2 separate regions of the Capra hircus genome follow, and region 2 is linked to region 1. The links are chromatin contacts, called in public Hi-C maps. All regions are on one chromosome and are shown on one strand. The core of a region is the stretch at or near the end of the contact, and the rest is flanking DNA. Distances in the headings are between cores, read along the strand shown.

What was found. Hi-C and Micro-C count contacts between places; a contact is called where the count stands out from the background.
Region 2: a contact with region 1 is called in a Hi-C map of blood, with 6 times the contacts expected there. The contact joins two enhancer-like sites. A contact is called at or near these places in 3 of 5 Hi-C or Micro-C datasets (all in blood).

What each region holds. Positions count from the first base shown.
Region 1 is chr7:47,922,880-47,927,643 of ARS1.2, forward strand. No RefSeq gene overlaps it. Among named protein-coding and RNA genes, the nearest start is that of CCDC69, 6.9 kb to the right of the region's middle. Within about 2 kb of position 1,617, at least 4 of the 5 cell types and tissues checked have an H3K27ac peak or open chromatin away from gene starts, as enhancers often do.
Region 2 is chr7:47,963,890-47,968,760 of ARS1.2, forward strand. CCDC69 (coiled-coil domain-containing protein 69) reads left to right here. Exons shown (of 9, transcript XM_005683187.2): 6 at 1-79; 7 at 569-688; 8 at 1,613-1,710; 9 at 2,344-4,603. The coding sequence ends at 2,521. Among named protein-coding and RNA genes, the nearest start is that of ANXA6, 33 kb to the right of the region's middle. Within about 2 kb of position 2,697, at least 2 of the 5 cell types and tissues checked have an H3K27ac peak or open chromatin away from gene starts, as enhancers often do.

The DNA of each region.
Region 1 (4,764 bases), core at 367-2,866:
TGGAAACCAATAGCAAGTTAAAGATTAGAATGAAAGTCTCTCTCTTTTTTGAAGGAACTTTCTTAAGGTATAATGTATACACACACACACACAAATTGTACATATGTAACCTATATGACTGAATGAGTCTGGTCATAAGCATGCACCCCTGAAACCATTGCCACAATCAAGGTAATAGACATTTCCATCACTTCCAAAATTTTCCTTGCTCCCCTTTGTTTTTTGGCTTTGTTTGTTTTGTTTTTGTGGAAAGAACACTTACCATGAGATCCACCTTCTTAACAATGTCCAAGTGCACAATATTACTCTTAACTCCAGACACTGTGTTGTTCCACAGAATCTCTGGAACCACCGAACTCCTCTCTGCTTCCAAGACGTTCTTTGAGATCCCTCATGTGAGTGGATTCATGCAGTATTTGTCCTTCTGTAACTGGTTCTTTTTGCTTAGCACAATATTTTCCAGGTTCAGCCATGTTGTCCCAAGTGGCAGAATTTCTTTTTAAAGGCTAACTAAACTTTGATTGTATGCATACAATCATTTATCTGTCATTGGACCTTTGGCTGATTCCAGATCTTGGCTTTTGTTAACGTTACAGTGGACATTAGGAGTACAAATAACTCTTCACCATCCTGATTTCAATTCTTTTGAAAATATACCCAGAAGTGAGATTGCTGGATTATAGTTCTGTACTTTTTAATTTTTTGAGAACCCTCCCTGCTGCTTTTCATAGCGACTATACCATTTTATATTCCCACCAACATGTACCAGAATGCAAGTGTCCTGGGTGCCAATCTTGATTTCTTTGAGGAAGAAATTCTGTGTCTGGAAAAAAAAAAAATTAGTCACTCAGTCTTGTCTGACTTTTTGCAACCGCATGGACTTGTAGCCCATCAGGCTCCTCTGTCCATGGAATTCTTCAGGCAAGAATACTGGAGTAGGTTAACCATTCCCTTCTCCAGGGAATCTTCCCAACCCAGGGATCGAACGTAGGTCTCCTGCATTGCAGGCTGATAGATTCTTAACCCTCTGAGCCATCAGATGGTGTCCCCATGTCTGAAAGGGGACCACAACGAAGACTTCTTCAAGTCACAATCACAATGGATCTGGACATCCATTCCCTCCGGACCCCTACCCCAGCAGGCCCCTGCGTGCTTTTTCCAACATGCTTTACCTCCCAGTGTTAGCCTCCCTCAATGGGGACCTCACTGCCAAGCTGGACCCCTGAATCTTGGACCAGCTGGAAGGTCTTTCCTCCCAAGGAGGTGGAGCCCCAACAATCCCTGATTGCTCTACCCACTGCATCTAGTTTTCCAGGAACACTGATTATCTTCAAGTGCTTGAGATGCAAAAGTGCCCTGAAAAAGGCACAGGGCAGTGGGGTGAGCTGAAGATCTGATCTCCTTCCCACCTTGCCCAACTTCCAAGGCCATCCTGACCTCGGGCTCCCCCAGCAGTCCAGGTTCCAGATCCCTCCCTCTGCAGCTGCTTCTTTAAGAAGCATCTTAGGAACTGGTCCTGCTACTGTCCTTGGATCCTGTCCAGGGCCCTGATTTAAAAGGTATTGCAACGGTTTAAAAAAAAAAAAAAAAAGTGCCGTAACCCAAGGCCCTGGTAACCACAACACTGCCGGCTGCTACAGCCGCCTCCTAGGCGAGAGAGAGGAAACTGCTCCCCGCCTACCCGCCTACTCCCGGACAGACACTCATGCTCAGCCTCTGTGCAGCTCCCGCCTCCCTACCACATTATCTCTGGCTGCAAGCTCAGCGGGGTCGGGGCCTGAGCCGAATCCGGGGGGCTGAAGGCCTTCTGGACCCTAGTGCCTTTGGGAAGCGCCCCCCCCCGTTCCCTCCTGAACAGTTTCGGGAGATGTTTGAGAGCTTCGGAAGAGCACTTTCTGTCAGCTCTCCACCTGAGCCCCGAGAGGGACCGTGAATAATAACCCCAATCCGATTGTGCCACTCCCACTGTCCACATGATTAAGTAAGAACGTCTTGGCCAAGATTTCAATGTCCTCTGGTCTCTTTCCGTCCCCCACACTCCTTGCTCTCGCCGAACACACGCAAAGCAGCTGGGCCCCTCTGAAAACCCACCCAGCACTGTGCACTGGGCAGGCGTGTTCTCCCCACTTTCTTTTCATTTTATACATGTACAGATTGCAAGAAGGTCAGTTAATGCAGCCATCTCCTCACAGAGCTATACTTCCCCACTTTCTTGATAAGAAGAATCCCTGCTTAGTCTACGTAGCTCAGGTCAAATGTGACATCCCTGGGGAAGCCTGCCCTTCCTTTTCCTCCCAGATAGTGTTGGTTACTCCTTTTGCTTCCCTGGTATTTTTCCATACCCCTTGTTACGTTATCTGCCTACCTAGACTAGAAGAGATGTAACTGCCTGAAAATATTTTCTTTAGTTTGCATGATGGTTTGTGTGAGAGAGAGAGGAAAGAAAAACCAGATTTTAAAAATCCCCCAAGATTTCTAGTTTCTCCTGAAAAGTTGGAAGGTCAGGCCAGCTTGGGGTTTCATTTCCTTCTAACACCATCCACCCTAACATATCCACTTGTGCTTCTTTTAGAGGGGTATGTGGTCCCTGGTTTATACCCCATCCCTGTCTTATGCCTCTCCTCATTTACGTACCTTCCCAGTCTCATAGACAGGTTTTAAGCCTTAGAGCCGGATCATATCTCTCATATGTTCTGGGTTACTCCTGTTTGCAAAATATTCTGCCTCCTTGTCCCCATAAACCATTTGGATGCCCTAGAAATTCCAGTATGCTGGCAAAGAGTAAGGGAATAGAATCAGGTAAATAAAAAATGTACATGTCACAAATTCCTTTGCTAAATCCTGTGTTCCAATTTTTTACTTAGAAAACAGTCCCTGCTTCACCATCTTCTAATTCTCGCTCCTGTTAGTTCCCTGTGGGGAAGATGCTCCCATTGGAGTTGAGCAAGGAAGGAGGCATCAAGGGCAGGAAACACCAGATTTTCCAGGAAGGAGGGATTTAGGGCAAGTTATCTGTTAGAAAAGGGTTGCTTAAATCTTGATTGCATAGCAGGTGACATAGATGAGAAATTATGGAAAACGGGGCACTACTCATGGACTCAGCCCTGGACCCCACTCAATCTCTCATCTCTGTGCCCATTAAAAAATGGATGTCAGGAAGACAAGGTTGAAAGCAGTTCAAATGTAAGCACACATCAGAGTTATCTGGAGGATTCATAAAACACAGATTCCTGGGTCCCCTACCCAGAATTTCTGAGGCAGCTGGTCTGGGTCAGAGCTCCAAAATTTGCATTTCTAACCATTTCCCAAGAAAGGCTGATGCTTCTGATCCCCAGATCACATTTGAGAACCATTGATGTTAAAAAAAAAAGAGAAGGGTTTGCTACTGTTCATTACTAGCAGCCTGCAGACCCTAGAAACCACTTAAAGAGGTGATGCATATTAATAATTTTCCCTGGACTCCCTTGGCGACGCTCTATACCCTCCTACTCTGCATCACCAAAGAAGCCCCTTGAGGTCCCTTGCGGAACTCCATCCAAACTTCATTAAACAGAGAAAGCAGTAAGCAATGATGATTGCTGCTGTTTAGTTACAAAGTCATGTCCAATCATTTGCAACCCCGTGGACTGTAGCCCTTTAGGCTCCTTTGCCCATAGGATTTCCCAGGCAAGAATACTGGAATGGGTTGCCATTTCCTTCTCCAAGCTATCCTCCCATCCCAGGGGTCGAACTTGCTTCTCTTGCATTGGCAGGCAGATTCTTTACCACTGAACCACCAAGGAAGCCCCTGAACAATGACTGTGGCGTGAAATCATTCTTGGTTTAAAGGAAGTGGTAAAGTGAATCTTGTTGCCTCTCCCAAGGCAGCCCCAAGTCCCAAACCACTGGTCTTCTGGGAAAATAGGCAGGGATGGCTTCTTGCTAATTATCATTACTCAGGCTCACTTCTCCTTTCCAAGGACCTCCCCATTAATTCAGTTCAACCCAACTCAATATGATTAATGTAGCAATTTGATTCCCCAGAGAGATGACCCACCACAACCACTGGAGCAATCAGGTTCAAATTTTAGTGTGAAAATTCCTGACTCAGCCCTGCAGGGCCTGACTGAATAGATGGCAAAAGAATCCAGATGATTCTGTAGCACACGAATCTGCCCACGCCTTGAGAAACACTCCAATGGAAGCCTAAGAATTCAATAATTTTAGGACCCCTCTCATTTATTTCTCTTACATATATTTCCAAGAGGAAACTGTCAAAACTAACATTTCTGTCAAGAGTCTGGCAAATCCAGGATACCTTTTCAGCAGGTCCTCCTGTTCTGCCCCTCAAACTGAAGCTGGGGTACATGCAGTATCTCCAAGAGTAAATTATCCTAATTAAATTAAATATAACAAACTTTAATTAGTGATTTATGAACTGATTAGAAATGGCATTCTACTGCAGAATCTCAGTGGCAGTAGCTTAAACAAATATTCTATTTATTCTATTATGTGATAATATTAGGAAGGGGCTGATCAAAGCTGGTCTTGAGGCTGCATCAATTCAGAGATCAAGGCTCCTTCCACCTTTTTGCTCAGGGTTATAAAATGGCTTCTGTAATTCAGCCATCATGTCTGTATTCCAAGCAGGAAAAGCAGGGGTGAGGAAAGGGGAGTCCTGCTCCCAGCTGAGTCATTCTTCTGTTACACGTTTTCCCGGAAGCTCCAACCAGTAGTGTCCTCTTACGTATCACTGGCTAGCTGAGTAAGTAGCGTGTTTTCCCA
Region 2 (4,871 bases), core at 1,447-3,946, 42 kb after region 1:
ACAGCTGGAGGCCTTCCAGGCCAAGATGAAGAGGGCAGAGGAGTCCATCCTGAGCCGAGACTACAAGAAGCACATCCAGGTAGGTGGCGGTCCCCACAGCCTGTCCTCCTTCAGTCTCCAGAGAGGTCCAGGTCTGGGCAGCAGGAAAGGCCAGTCCCTCTTCAAGGTTGGGGCTAGAACAGATGCTCTTACCTTAATGAGGGTCTGGAAGAAACAGTGTCCCCGTGTCACTGAGGGGGAACGTAAAGATCAGAGAGAGGCATGTGGGTGGTCAAGTGCTCACGCTCTGGACTCAGAGTGAAGTGCCAAGAGCAGACCTACCACTTAGCAGAAGCAACTTAACCTCGTGAACCACTGTTTCCTTGTCTGTGATGGTGCGAGCGCAGCAAGCACTGTTGGAATAGAGTAAGATACAGCACGTTAAGCGCTTGCCACAGGCCAAGAGGGGGAGGTGACTTGTCAAACGCAGTTGGGGGCAGAATGGGGAGGAGGGAGGTAGCCCACTCTCCCCACTCCCCTGCCCCTCCCCATGCTGGCTGGTCTAAGGTCACCCTGTGTTCCTGTCTAGGAGCACGGGAGCCTCAGCCAGTTCTGGGAGCAGGAGCTGGAGAGCTTACACTTTGTCATCGAGATGAAGAACGAGCGAATCCATGAGCTGGACAAGCGGCTGATCCTCATGGAGACAGTGGTCCGTGGCTGGCAGTGGCTGGAATGGAGGGATGGGGAAGGGGGCTGGGGGAGGCAGCCTTGTGCTTCCACTTTCTGGGCGTTTCCTCAGTCATGTGTGCAGGGGGTAGGTACTGATTATACTCTGAGGAAGGCCTAGCCTGGTCCGCACCAGCTTTGACCTCCTGCCCATGCTGGCCCTTGAGTCACTGGGGCTGGTCTGGGCCCAGCAGTGGCTCCTTCTCATCCTGGTCTTGTACTTTTTGACCATTAGTGTTGCTATCACTTGTGTGACACCAGGGCAAGTAGCCTGGCTAACCAGAAGGGGCTGGCAGATGTCACAGGTCTGGCAAGGGTTGAGGAAGGAGTCAACACCGGGAAAAAAAAAAAATCAGACAGATACGGGAAATCAGAGTCAGCAAGGACGGGCCTGGGCAGTGGTGGGCGTTAGGGACACCATGACTTTGTCTCCAGAAGGAAGGCCTTGGGGGACTTAGGACTGCATCCAAATAGATTATGTTGCATTGTCCTGGAAGAAGTTCCCTGGCCTCTTGTGTGCCACACGACCTAAAGTTAGACCATTTCAGTGGACCCTTATCCATTTTGTTCAACCATTTTTTGTGGAATAGCGTAACAGATACACTTACATTTATATGCAGTATTTAATTATGTCTTTTGGAGAACCAAACTATTTTTTTTCTCTTGGGAACTGATGGAGATTTAGATGGTAGTGGCTGTCTTCTTTTTTTAATACTCATCTGACGAAGTGAAAAGTTGGCAGTCCTGTGTTCACGCCTTAGTTGCATTGTTCCAAGTAATCTTAGTGCCTCATGAAATGTAACATTTGGTCTAAAGTGAATCAGTGTTTTTGGTGGCCACGGATAAGAGGGAGGTGATGGCACACGTTGTACCGGAGGCTTTCTGAGCTCACTCTGATTTGTTACAGAAAGAAAAAAATCTGCTGTTGGAGGAGAAGATCACCACCCTGCAGCAGGAGAACGAGGACCTCCACGCCAGAGGCCGCAACCAGATGGCTGTGTCAAGGTAGTTGCTCCCACACCCTGCTCCTCCCATCCCCACCGCTTATTTTTTGTGAATCTTCAGTTGGGAGAGTCTCCAGGAGGCCCAAGCCTGTCTGGGGGAGGATGCTGGTTCCTCTTTGCTTGGGGGTCAGGAATCCCAAGGGACCAGCTCTGCCCGGAAACAGAAGTTGCAGGACTGATTAATATCTGTTTGTCCCCATCCCAGCTGAGTGGGCTCCATGGGAAAGCCCAGTTCAGGAAGAAGGAACAGGAAGCTTAGGGCTCAAGAGGCCAAAAGAATGACTGAATCAGTGGTAAGGGGTCAGTCAATGACAGATGAGATCATGTGTCAGATGTAATTTGTTGACAACATATTATCTCATCTAATCCTAATCATTATAATGACTCTAAGAGCCAGTCCTGTTGGCATTCCCATTTTGCAGATTTTCCCAGAGTGAATACCTGGGAAGAATTATGCTTCTTAGTAGTGGAGCAGATCTGAACCCAAAGCTGAGGGCCACCTTGGTCAACAGCTGGAGTTGCCTTTTCAAGTGGGGCCACTGGGCAGGCTTCCTGGAGGAATAGGCTGGTCTTCGCAGTTGCTGGAGGCCCCAAGAGGTGGTTCCCTCAGGCAGCGCTGGCTCTGTGTCCACAGGCAGCTCTCGGAGGACCTGCTTCTTGCCCGTGAGGCCCTGGAGAAGGAGTCACAATCACGGCGGCAGCTCCAGCAGGAGAAGGAGGAGCTGCTGTACCGGGTCCTCGGGGCTGACGCCGCCCCTGCCTTCCCGCTGGCCTCTGTCACCCCCACTGAGGTCTCCTTCCTGGCCACATAGGGCCTGCGCCTCCAGGACGCCTGCGGTCACAGCTTCCTCTCCAGGACCTGGTAGAGAAGGCAGCAGGGGCCTCTTGTCCTTTTCCCAGGAGGGGATCAGGGCGGGAGTGAGACTGGGAGCCAGGGTGTGTGCCCAGCGGGCCCTGGGGGCTTGGGCCACACAGAATCACCTGGGCCCCAAGCAGCGCGCTCCCTCGAGCCCGTGCAGGGGACAAGCGACAGGAACCCTTTTGTTCCCCGCTCCCCCAACCCTTCTCTCTGTTCAGGTCAGGGAGCACTGAGGCTTTCCCCAGGGGCTACCATGCCACACTGGGCATCCAACCAAGAGGGAACACGCCCCTGGTCCTAACTTGTCAGCTTTGCTGCCGGCTCCTCAGTGACCTAACTTGCCCCAGCCACCTCACCCCACCTGACCTTTCCTCAGCCTCTAAACCAGTTAGGGCAATTGAACAGACCGCCCTTGAGTCACTCACTGTTCCATTCTAGACTTGTCTGAAGGTCAGAATAGGGGCTGGAGGTCAGCAGGGGAGGAAGGGGACCGCACGCTGTGAATTAAAGTGGGGAGGCACTGGAGTCCCTTGCCCACTGGGCACACCATCGGCCCCAGGCCCAGAGTCTGGTCCATCCAAGGGCTAAGGCCAGAGCTGCTCCTCCTGGACCAGGCATGGCTCACTTGCCACCCTCCTGCTCCCACAGCCTCAGCACCGTCAGGACTCGGGTGCCCCCTGGTGGATCTAGGTACCCTCAACAGCCAGAGCTGGAACCTCATCCCCGTGCAGATGAGGAAACCGAGGCGGGGAGAGGGACCCAGAGCCAGGACTGGGGCTCATCTGTCATCTGAGCGTACCTCGTCTTCCTCCCTGAAGTCTAGGAGGCCGTGTATGAGATGTGGTCTTTCTCCCTGCTCTGTTTGCCCCACCCTGTCCAGTCTCTCTGTCCTGCTCTCCACTCAGTCCTTTCTAGCACCCCGACCCCAGGCCTGTAGATCCTGGCCCTCAGCCTCCCCATCAGTGCAGAGGGGTGGCTGGAGTAACTAACCTCGGCAGGCCTGTCCAGGCCTGACCATCTGTGGATTCAAGATTCTTCTCAGGAAGCACTGGGTCATCTGGAGACAGTAACAATCCCGTCTCTGTATAAGCATTTTGATTAAATGCCTGCACATGCACCTCACTCCCCATCTGTGAAAGATCCTCAAAGCAGCTTCTTTCCAAGCTTTAGCAGAGAGCACACTGAGATCACAGGATCCAGTGGGCCTTGCCTGAGGTCCCCCAGCTCCCAGGGGCTAGCATGTAGGAAAGGTCAAGTCATGGGAACAGAGGTTTCCTCCATCAACCCAGACCACTTTCTTCATTCCCCTCGATCTGGGCTTCAACCATTTCTCCTTCTAGGTATTCAGATGTGACTCTGCTTCTCCAAACCTGTGCAAACACATTATCCAGGGGCCTTGGGGGCAGCTCTGGATGTGAATGGTCACAACCGAGAAAAGAAGGGGTGGCCAAGTAATTTGGGAAACACTAAGTTCACTCAAGTTACACAGCTCTGCTGTTGGCTCAGATGGCAAAGAATCCACCCACAATGCAGGAGACCTGGGTTCAATCCTTGGGCTGGGAAGATCCCCTGGGGGAGGGCATGGCAACCCACTCCAGTATTCTTGCCTGGAGAATCCCATAGAGAGGAGCCTGGCAGGCTAGAGTCCATGGGGTCGCAAAGAGTCAGACGTGACTGAGCAACTAACCACATAGGTTCACTCAAGTTACCCAGCTCAGCAAACTGCAGGACTGTTCAGAGCCTTTAATATGCTAACGTGCATTGCAAACTCACAAAGAAGGAGCCAAGAATCCAGTGTCTCTTAAACATCTTTAACCAAGTTTCTACCCCAACCTGAGCACTTCAGGCTGCAGAATGCAAATTAGAAAACATTGTTCTAATTGTAAAGTGCGGGCAGGGCTGGAGATGGGGCAGGTTGAGGGAGGTGGGGTTTCCCTCGTGTAGCCCGTGGTGGCTGTGAAGTGGTGAACTGTGGTCATACTTTCACCCTGGGGGAGGCAAGCTATGGAAAATAAAAAGAACACGTGATACTGCATTCATCTGGCCTCGCTTTCCTGGGAGAGAGAGGAAGTGGGTCTTTACACAAGGCCTCTGCTGGGGGCAGGGTTCCTTGCGGAGTAAGTCCTGGGAGCTGAGGGACTCACCAGCAGTTCTGGACTTCTCAGGAACTGGCATGGGCCCTGGCCTTACCCAGGGTTGGTGTGGGGGCTGAGGCTGGAGTAAAGGCTGGCTCAAATGCTGCCTGTCAGAATAGGCGAACGCTTGGAGTGAGGCCCTGAGGCTGAAAATAGACGTGAAAGCAC